Regions from separate parts of the Zea mays genome. Here all the other regions are linked to region 3. The links are chromatin contacts, called in public Hi-C maps. All regions are on one chromosome and are shown on one strand. The core of a region is the stretch at or near the end of the contact, and the rest is flanking DNA. Distances in the headings are between cores, read along the strand shown. Region 1 holds the start of LOC100383021 (Oligopeptide transporter 7). Region 2 holds the start of LOC100384479. Region 3 holds the start of LOC100191580.

What was found. Hi-C and Micro-C count contacts between places; a contact is called where the count stands out from the background.
Region 1: a Hi-C map of bundle sheath shows a contact between it and region 3, with 6 times the contacts expected there. The contact joins the promoter of LOC100383021 here to the promoter of LOC100191580 in region 3. A contact is called at or near these places in 4 of 25 Hi-C or Micro-C datasets (bundle sheath, ear, leaf mesophyll and 1 more).
Region 2: a Hi-C map of bundle sheath shows a contact between it and region 3, with 2.7 times the contacts expected there. The contact joins the promoter of LOC100384479 here to the promoter of LOC100191580 in region 3. A contact is called at or near these places in 3 of 25 Hi-C or Micro-C datasets (bundle sheath, ear and tassel).

Annotation. Positions count from the first base shown.
Region 1 is chr6:72,051,249-72,053,994 of Zm-B73-REFERENCE-NAM-5.0, forward strand. It overlaps LOC100383021 (Oligopeptide transporter 7), which reads left to right and starts at 1,463. Exons shown (of 7, transcript NM_001361344.1): 1 at 1,463-1,639; 2 at 1,738-2,231; 3 at 2,314-2,411. The coding sequence starts at 1,549.
Region 2 is chr6:71,854,253-71,857,365 of Zm-B73-REFERENCE-NAM-5.0, forward strand. LOC100384479 reads left to right here and starts at 1,334. Exons shown (of 1, transcript NM_001177010.1): 1 at 1,334-2,507. The coding sequence starts at 1,402. The coding sequence ends at 2,100. LOC103629414 (ATP-dependent zinc metalloprotease FTSH 8, mitochondrial) reads right to left here and starts at 747. Exons shown (of 6, transcript XM_008650546.4): 1 at 569-747. The coding sequence starts at 747.
Region 3 is chr6:72,617,622-72,620,674 of Zm-B73-REFERENCE-NAM-5.0, forward strand. LOC100191580 reads left to right here and starts at 1,317. Exons shown (of 14, transcript NM_001137010.1): 1 at 1,317-1,840; 2 at 1,940-2,025; 3 at 2,775-2,893. The coding sequence starts at 1,491.

The sequences.
Region 1 (2,746 bases), core at 213-2,712, 570 kb before region 3:
TACGGCTGGGAGAGAGAGAGCGCGCTCGTGTTTTGTTTCGCGAGCAGCCTATCATCACCACGTCTGGTCCTGATCTAACGGCGGCCGCCGTTTCCTCTTGTTCCGCAAGTGCAGTGCAGGTCCACGCGTCAGCAGCTGAACGGTCGCCCACGGAAAAATATCTCCTCCGTTTTCCCTTTGCTCCTTCGAAATCCATCTCTAGACTACACGACGACACAAGCAAGAACAAGCAGTTCCCAAAAGCGTCCAAGTGTTTACGCGTAGACACGTGTCGTGAGCGGCGGGGGCGGGTCGCTCCCCCTCACAACTACCGGTTCTCGCCCAATTTAGAGCTTGTGACAGGATTGATACGGATTGAGAGAGATTTTTACTTGCTAAGTATTGAAATCCCATCAATCTCCCTCAATCCATATGGATTGAGGCTCGGTGAGGCTTGAGTCGGCTCGCGAGCCAGAACCGAGTCTAGTTTTGCAGCTCGCCAGAACTGAGAGCCGAGCCGGCTCGGTCCAGCTCGCGAGTCAAGTTAACAACCTCAAGTATACTATTATATCATATTATTATTATGTTTTGAACTATTTTGTAAAATTTCTTGGACTTGATATGTGATACGCTTATATTGTAGTCTAGAAATATATTATACGTAATTTTTTTTATCTTAGATATAATAAAAAATATATAAATAATTTATATTCTAAACGCTATTTAGCGCAAGCAATTACCGAGCCGAGCCGAGCCTCTCGGGTGGGCTCGCAATATGACCGAGCCGGCTCGCAGCTGCACCGAGCCACGTCGAGGCGAGCTGAGCTGGGATCGTTTCCAGCCCTACCCCTGTTCCTAATAGTTAGGGCAAACAAACTACCGGTTGACCTGCAGCCGGTGCGGGTGGGATTAGTTGGCGTTGGCTACTTTTTCAGAACGGGACGGTCTTTCTGTCGGCCTTGTTGGAGCTGTTGGCGGTTCACCGTCACGGTACTCCTGCTACATTGTCGTGTTTTCAGGTAAAGTTCAGGACCTACGTACAAGCCTTTGCGAGTGTCCGTACGTAGCAGCCGCACACGACATTCTGCTCCTTTTTCTTTCCTGGGCCGACGGACGGCCCACGATCGTCTGAAGAAGAGCAAATTCCAGCCCATCGAAGGGAGAACGAGCAGGCGGCGCCTTTTAGACTGTTCCCACAAAAAAAATTATGCATGTCCTCAGAAGCAAAAGAGACACTTGCTATTGCCATCGATAAACTCAGCGCTCTGTAGCCTTTCATTCCATGTATGTGGACGTCGTTCTTTCTCGTATCACAAGGAGTGCTTGGTTTTTTTTTGGGGTTCAAGTTTTATTGGTGAGGTAGGGAGAAACTAGTGGCCTTTGGTATATGATAGCTATTGTAGTAGTGGCCAGTGGGGAGAGGGGGCCCATCGAGCACGATCTGTAGTGTAATAAATGCCAGAGCAGACGAGTCAGCTGAAAGGAGCCCAGCACGGCAACACCTGCAGCTGCTATTGCCACTGTCAGCCGGCCAAGTCCCAGTCATAACTCCCAAGTCCCAACCCAATCATGGCGTCGTCCGTCCACCAACTGGAGGAGCACGACGAGGCGGGAGAGGAGCACGATCGCCATGGCATCCAGCTGATCACCTCTCCGCTGCGTAATGCTCCCCTTTCCCAGCTCTCCGTTTCCTCGTTGCGGTGGCAAGTGGACCGCACTACCGCTCCGTTTGCTTTATTCCCGTTCCTTGTCATGCAGTGCAACCGTCGTCGCGGCGCCCGCATGGCTCGGCGGAGGAAAAGGAGGCTGAAGCGGGGGACGACAACGGCTCTCCGATCGAGCAGGTGGCGCTGACGGTGCCGGCGTGGGACGACCCGGCGACGCCGGCGCTGACGTTCCGGACGTGGGTGCTGGGCACGGCGTCCTGCGCCGCGCTCTCCTTCCTCAACGCCTTCTTCGGGTACCGCAAGGAGCCGCTCACCGTCACCGCCGTGTCGGCGCAGGTCGCCGTGCTCCCCGTCGGCCGCCTCATGGCCGCGGCGCTGCCGGAGCGCGCCTTCTTCCGCGGCCGCCCGTGCGAGTTCACCCTCAACCCGGGGCCCTTCAGCGTGAAGGAGCATGTCCTCATCACCATCTTCGCCAACGCCGGCGCCGGCACCGTGTTCGCCAAGAATCTTGTGACCTCTGTCCGCGTCTTCTACGGCCAGCACATGTCCTTCCTCATCGCCCTCCTCCTCATCCTCACCAGCCAGGTACGGGACGAGAGGAGTTTGTTAGTTCTCCTCCAAACAAGCGGGAGCTTGCATGAACTGGCCGGTTGGGTACCCTCATCAGGTGATGGGGTTCGGTTGGGCGGGAGTTTTCCGGCGGTATCTGGTGGAGCCGGCGGCGATGTGGTGGCCCTCCAACCTCGTGCAGGTCTCCCTCTTCAGGTACCACAAATCTGCATCTGCACAAGTAACGCGCAGTTATTTTGTCATTTTACATTGTCTGCAATCATCTAAAAGCTAGACTCCTCAACCAGTAATCATTATGGTAGTACCTAAAGACTAAATCTTAAATAAACAAGTACAAAGTAAAACGGAGGTGTGGGGGCATTAGTGGGCCATTTTTTAGCAAAAGATTCTCAAAGCATCAAACGCTATAATTTAATGTCCAGTATCCTGCATGGATATGTTTTCTGGTATCATATCATTGTGCTGAATCATTTCAACACAATGGACAAACATTATGGTTTGTCCTCCACTGTTTGTCAGTACACACACAC
Region 2 (3,113 bases), core at 84-2,583, 760 kb before region 3:
GGAGACGAAATTCTGCATACGTGGATAGCCTAGTATGCGTCGTTTCCGTGCGGCTTTAAAGATAAGGAAAATCCATATCGAATCCGAATCCAAAGTTGTACTATTTTACTACTATCTATCTATTAACCTATATCCATCACGAATATAAAAGTATCTAAGTTATTAGTGAAAAAATGTATTTATTTATAGTATCTATATCCGGTACCCTCGCCCCTATCTATATCTCATCCACGACACGAGCGGTGGACCACACACGACACTGGGGAAACTGGAAAATTTCCGCATTTTCATCCCGGCTTCTGCTGGAACTGAAAGTACTAGTAAGTAAGCTACGGCGGTTCGTCCTGGATGTGGATGGGCGGCCCACGCGTGCAGTGCTTGTGCTTCTTGATCACTGACGACCCGGTCGCCTGGCCCAACCCGGGCAGGCCACGTCGAACCCCGTCTCCATCCCCTCGGCGGGTGATGGATTCGGTGGGGCCGGGGCGGGAGGAGATCGAGTAGCAGACGGCGACACCCGATCATCAAGCGTTGAGCGCGGAGGACGCAAGGGCGGACGCGCGGCTACATCGAAACGAGTCCGGACGAGGAGGAGCGGAGGCAGGCGCCTCCGGTCGGTGTCGGGGGCGGCGGCAGGCAGGTAGCCCCACGCGTTTCCGCGGGCGGCGCCACGGCCCTGTCTCCGAGCTGGAAATGATCAACAAGCCGACGGAAAACCAGTGGCCTGCCGCCGCCGCCGCACCGCATGGCGCATGTGCCGAAGCCCACCGGCCGCCGTCACGTGCCCTGCCCACGGCTCTGATATTTTTTTTATTATTGATTCTATTCTACGTTGCCCTGCTAGATTTTTTTCTTCTTCCTTTTTAGAGATTCTCTGTGTGCCCTGCTGATTCTCGGTGTTGTCAGTGAAGCGAGCGAAAGACCGAAGAGGTCTGCCGCCGCCCAAAAGCCAGCCGTTGTCGCCATCTCCACGTGGCCATCTCCTGATCCTCTGTCGCTGCCATGGCGGGGGCCCTGCCGCATGTCAGTCCGCGCGACTTTCCTTAACGGCGACTGCTAAGCAATGGGAATGGGATGGGAGTGGAGCCGACGACGCCACGCTGACGCCAACGCGTCTTCCCCCGCCGCCTCGCCACCGTCCCGCACGCAGCACTGTCCCCGACTCCCCCAGCCAGTCTCCAGCTCACACCTCCCAAGTCCCGCCACGCGCCCGCCCAACTGACTGACTCCCGCCTTCAAACTTCTCCCGCTCCTCCTGATCCACGTACCACCAAATCCTATATATATAAACCAGACCACAACTCCCGACTCCATCCATCGCCAGCCACGCCATCAGCCATCGCGTTCCGCATCGAACCAGCACATCGCAAGACAAGCAGCAGCAGCCACCACTGCCATCACATGGAGTACGCCGCCGTCGGCTACGGCTACGGGTACGGGTACGACGAGCGCCAGGAGCCGGCGGAGTCCGCGGACGGCGGCGGCGGCGGCGACGACGAGTACGCGACGGTGCTGTCGGCGCCACCCAAGCGGCCGGCGGGGCGGACCAAGTTCCGGGAGACGCGGCACCCCGTGTACCGCGGCGTGCGGCGGCGCGGGCCCGCGGGGCGCTGGGTGTGCGAGGTCCGCGAGCCCAACAAGAAGTCGCGCATCTGGCTCGGCACCTTCGCCACCCCCGAGGCCGCCGCGCGCGCGCACGACGTGGCCGCGCTGGCCCTGCGGGGCCGCGCCGCGTGCCTCAACTTCGCCGACTCGGCGCGCCTGCTCCAGGTCGACCCCGCCACGCTCGCCACCCCCGACGACATCCGCCGCGCCGCCATCCAGCTCGCCGACGCCGCCTCGCAGCAGGATGAGACTGCCGCCGTTGCCGCTGACGTGGTCGCGCCCTCGCAGGCGGACGACGTCGCCGCCGCCGCCGCCGCCGCGGCGGCGATGTACGGCGGCGGCATGGAGTTCGACCACTCGTATTGCTACGACGACGGGATGGTGAGCGGGAGCAGCGACTGCTGGCAAAGCGGCGCCGGCGCCGGCGGATGGCATAGCATCGTGGACGGCGACGACGACGACGGCGCCAGCGACATGACGCTCTGGAGCTACTGAGCTGTAGAGTCTGTCTCCAGCGCAGGAGGTTGGGAGAGGAGAGACCACGCTATGGAGCTACTACTGGACTGGGAAGAAAGTGGGGGTGCCGGGAGCGAGTTCGAATTTGAATTCAGAAACTCTGTACTGGCACTGGCACACGCGGGGAACGCGCCACGCAAGGGCGAGCGCTATTTCCCTCCCTTTTTGGGTGCTGGGAGAATAATAAAAAGACCAACAATGAAGGCATTAGTACTACACTTTGTGCGAACTTGAATTAGGCCTTGTTCGTTTGTGCCGGTTTGGTGGGTCGGAACGATTTCTAGTCTGATTAATTTAGGTCTTATTCGTTTGTGTCGGATTGGTGGGTCGGAACGATTTCTAACCGGATTACTTCTCTAATTTATATAAACTTTGATTAACTGGAACGACTCCGGGTGCAACCCAACACAAACGAATAAGCCCTTATATAAACTTTGATTAGCTTTAACGATTTCGGGTGTAATCCGACGTAACTAACCTGATTGTTTTTCTAATTTATATAAATTTTGATTAGCTGTAACAATTTCGGGTGCAATCCAACGTAAACGAACAAGTTCTTTGGTTTTTTTAAGGAAATCTAATTACTTTCCCCTTTTGGCCGCCGGGGACTGGGTGGGAGGGAGTATGTGCCAGCAGCACCCAGCAGTGACGGTGATCCATCCAGTCAGACTCAGACATGCCGCACGTGCTCAAACTATGCGCACGTGGTGACAATCATTTCAGTGCGGAAGCCGGAAGGGTGATTGAGATGGGCAACCGCAGGCACCGGCCTCGTTTGCAGATTCGAAGGCAAAGACGCGTTTGCGCGGGCGGTGACAAAATGGTCTCCTCCAGGTCTTTAATTGTAGACGTTTTTTTGTTATGAAGGGGTGGACTAAATTTTATGACATTTTAGCTTTTTTGCATGCAAGTTTAGCTGATTTTGCCCCGCGTTTAGCCTGCATGGTTCAAGGTTGATGCATATTCTAGTTCTAATTCATATTACTCCATGT
Region 3 (3,053 bases), core at 67-2,566:
TCCGGTGTGCACCGGACATCCAGGCGGGCCCACAAGTCAGAAGCTCCAACGGTCAGAATCCAACGGCAGTGATGACGTGGCGGGGGCACCGGACATGTCCGGTGTGCACCGGACTGTCCGGTGCGCCATCGAACAGACAACCTCCCAACGGCCACTTTTGGTGGTTGGGGCTATAAATACCCCAACCACCCCACCATTCATGGCATCAAAGTTTTCCACTTCTCAACCACTTACAAGAGCTAGGCATTCAATTCTAGACACACCAAAGAGATCAAATCCTCTCCAATTCCACTCAAGGCTTTAGTGACTAGCGAGAGAGATTTGCCGTGTTCTTTTTGAGCTCTTGCGCTTGGATTGCTTCTTTTCTTTCTCACTTGTTCTTGTGATCAAAACTCCATTATAATCGAGGCAAGAGGCACCAAGTGTGTGGTGGCCCTTGCGGGAAAGTTTTGTTCCCGGTTTGATTTGAGAAGAGAAGCTCACTCGGTCCGAGGGACCGTTTGAGAGAGGGAAGAGTTGAAAGAGACCCGGCCTTTGTGGCCTCCTCAACGGGGAGTAGGTTTGCAAGAACCGAACCTCGGTAAAACAAATCCACGTGTCACACTCTTCATTTGCTTGCGATTTGTTTTTCACCCTCTCTCGCGGACTAGTTTATATTTCTAACGCTAACCCGGCTTGTAGTTGTGTTTATATTTATAAATTTCAGTTTCGCCCTATTCACCCCCTCTAGGCGACTATCAATGGTTCTCAACACTTAGAACCGAGACCGTTGTGGGCCGGCCTTTGTAAGTGTCTATAAGTACGACTGCATTCGTATGGAGAAAGGGAGAAATGAATTGGTAACAGAAATACTCACCGTGTTCGCGTGTGATTGTTTTTCTACAGCGACGAGACGACCGCAGCGATGTCCTTGTCGTGCTCACGTCCCGGCGTAGACCAGCAGCGACGGCCACGGACAGGAAGCGACGGACCAAATTTCTGCAACCGTTGGATTAGGCCTGCCAGCGCCTCTTCGGCAGTGGTTGGGCTATCGTCCTTCAAGTGCTGATCGTGGGCCATTCGGTCTCGGCCCATGAGTCCGGAACGCACAGCGCTCCGAAGGAAAAACACTCCGCCCGCCGAAAAGAGAACCCAACCAAAGCCGCCCCCACCCCGACCAAACCGCCCGAGCCGGCGCCAGCCTAGCCCACGCTGTTGGCCTCCAGCCTCCTTCCTCTGCCTCTCCCAGTCGCCCCCGTCCCTTTCCCCCCTCGACGTCGTCAACCCACTACCCACCGCACCCCACCTCTACCCTCACGCGCTGCTGGTAGCCCGCAGCTACCTGCCTCCCTTCTTGCACCCACCGCTGCCGTCCTGCCCAGATCCCGCTCGCCGGTGGTGCTCCCCTCCCCCCGCGCCGCTGGCGCCGCCGGAGCGAGGGGGACTGCCCAAACCCTAGTGGGAGTTGGAGACTAGGAGGAAGGGCGCGAGATCCGGCGGCGGCCACCCCGATGGGGGACTTCAACGTCGCGCTGGTGATCGTGGCGGCGGTGGTCAGCGTGCTGGTGCTGCTCGTCAGCGTCTACCTGCTCGTCAACTACCAGCACCCCGACGACGTCAACCAGGCCTACTTCCCCAAGCTCGTCGTCGTGCTCGGCCTCACCGTCGCCGTCCTCTCAATCCTCATGCTCCCTGCCGACGTCGCCAATCGCCAGGCCTGCCGCAAGGCCGTCTACAACGGCGCCTGCAGTCTCACGCTCCCCATGAGGACGCTCTGGCTCGTCGTCTACATCGTAGACGCCGTCCTCGTCTTCCTCGTCATCCCCTTCGCCATGTTCTACTACGAGGGCGACCAGGACAAGTAACTTCCCCCCTCGCCGCTTCCCCCCTCCCCCCTTGCCTGCGTTTCCATCCGTTCTTCTTCATTCCCGCTGCTGATTTGGATCTGCCTTCCCTGCAGGTCCGTCGGGAAGAGGCTCAGGACTGCGCTCATCTGGGTCGTCGCGTCCGCGGTGGTGTGCGGCCTCGTCCTCGGCATTCTATACGGTGCGCGCGGATCAATCCATGCTTCCCCCATTCCTCTCTCACCCCCACTCAGGATGCTCTTATGATTTCTACAGGATTGGAGTGAGATTCTGAATACTACTACCATTTTAGTGTAGTTCAGTTAAAAAAAGTGGCATCTGTTGCCCGAACCTTGTCGTGGGTTCCAGTGTTGCATTTGGGTTCGAATCGACACGACAATTTTGAGCTCTGCCCCCCACCCCCACCCACACAACTGCTCAGATCTGGAATTCTGTACCCTTCCTCTCAAGGATTTTGTGAGCTTAGTTTGTACTCCCTCCGTTCTCGATCGAGTATTTGTCGCCCGCTAGTTCATTTTTGAACTAAAACACGACAAATTTAAAAAACGGAGGGAGTATTTCTTTCTGCTGTGTATATGTGTTGTGAGATTACATAGGCATTCGTTTACACAACAAAAAAATAGTTTGCCTCTTGTGTTACAGTCATATGACTAATGAGATAAAAATGTACTGTTTCTTTGACAGCTACAATTGTATAGGATGGGTTGCCCTGATAGTAACCTTACTTTTACCTTTAATACAGATCCTATTGCTCAAATTACTGATCATTAACAACATGAGATGGTTATGGCTAAAAATTTATGTCATCAAGTGATCACCGGATATCATTGAGTTCCTAAGTTCCAGCAATATCAAGCCTTTTCAGTCTTGTGATGGTGTGTGTGTGTGTTTACCTAAGTAGGCTGATTCCATCTCCATTTGGCACTTCAGGACTTGTTGGTAAAGTGGACTTCACTGTGAGGCACCTATCTTCATCGGTCCAGACATTTCCAAACTCATTTTCTGGATTCTCAAGTGGCCAGCCTTGCTTTAGTCCATTGACTCGTCAGGTTAGTCATTGAAATATGAAATTACCATTTTCTTTGTCGATGACTTTTAGTCTCTTTCTGCTGTCTTTATGTTTTCGCCGAATGAGCACTAGTCTCTGACTCCATCAATTTGTCAGTATCCTTAGTTCTCTACTTCCCCACTTTATCCAACAATTAGGCC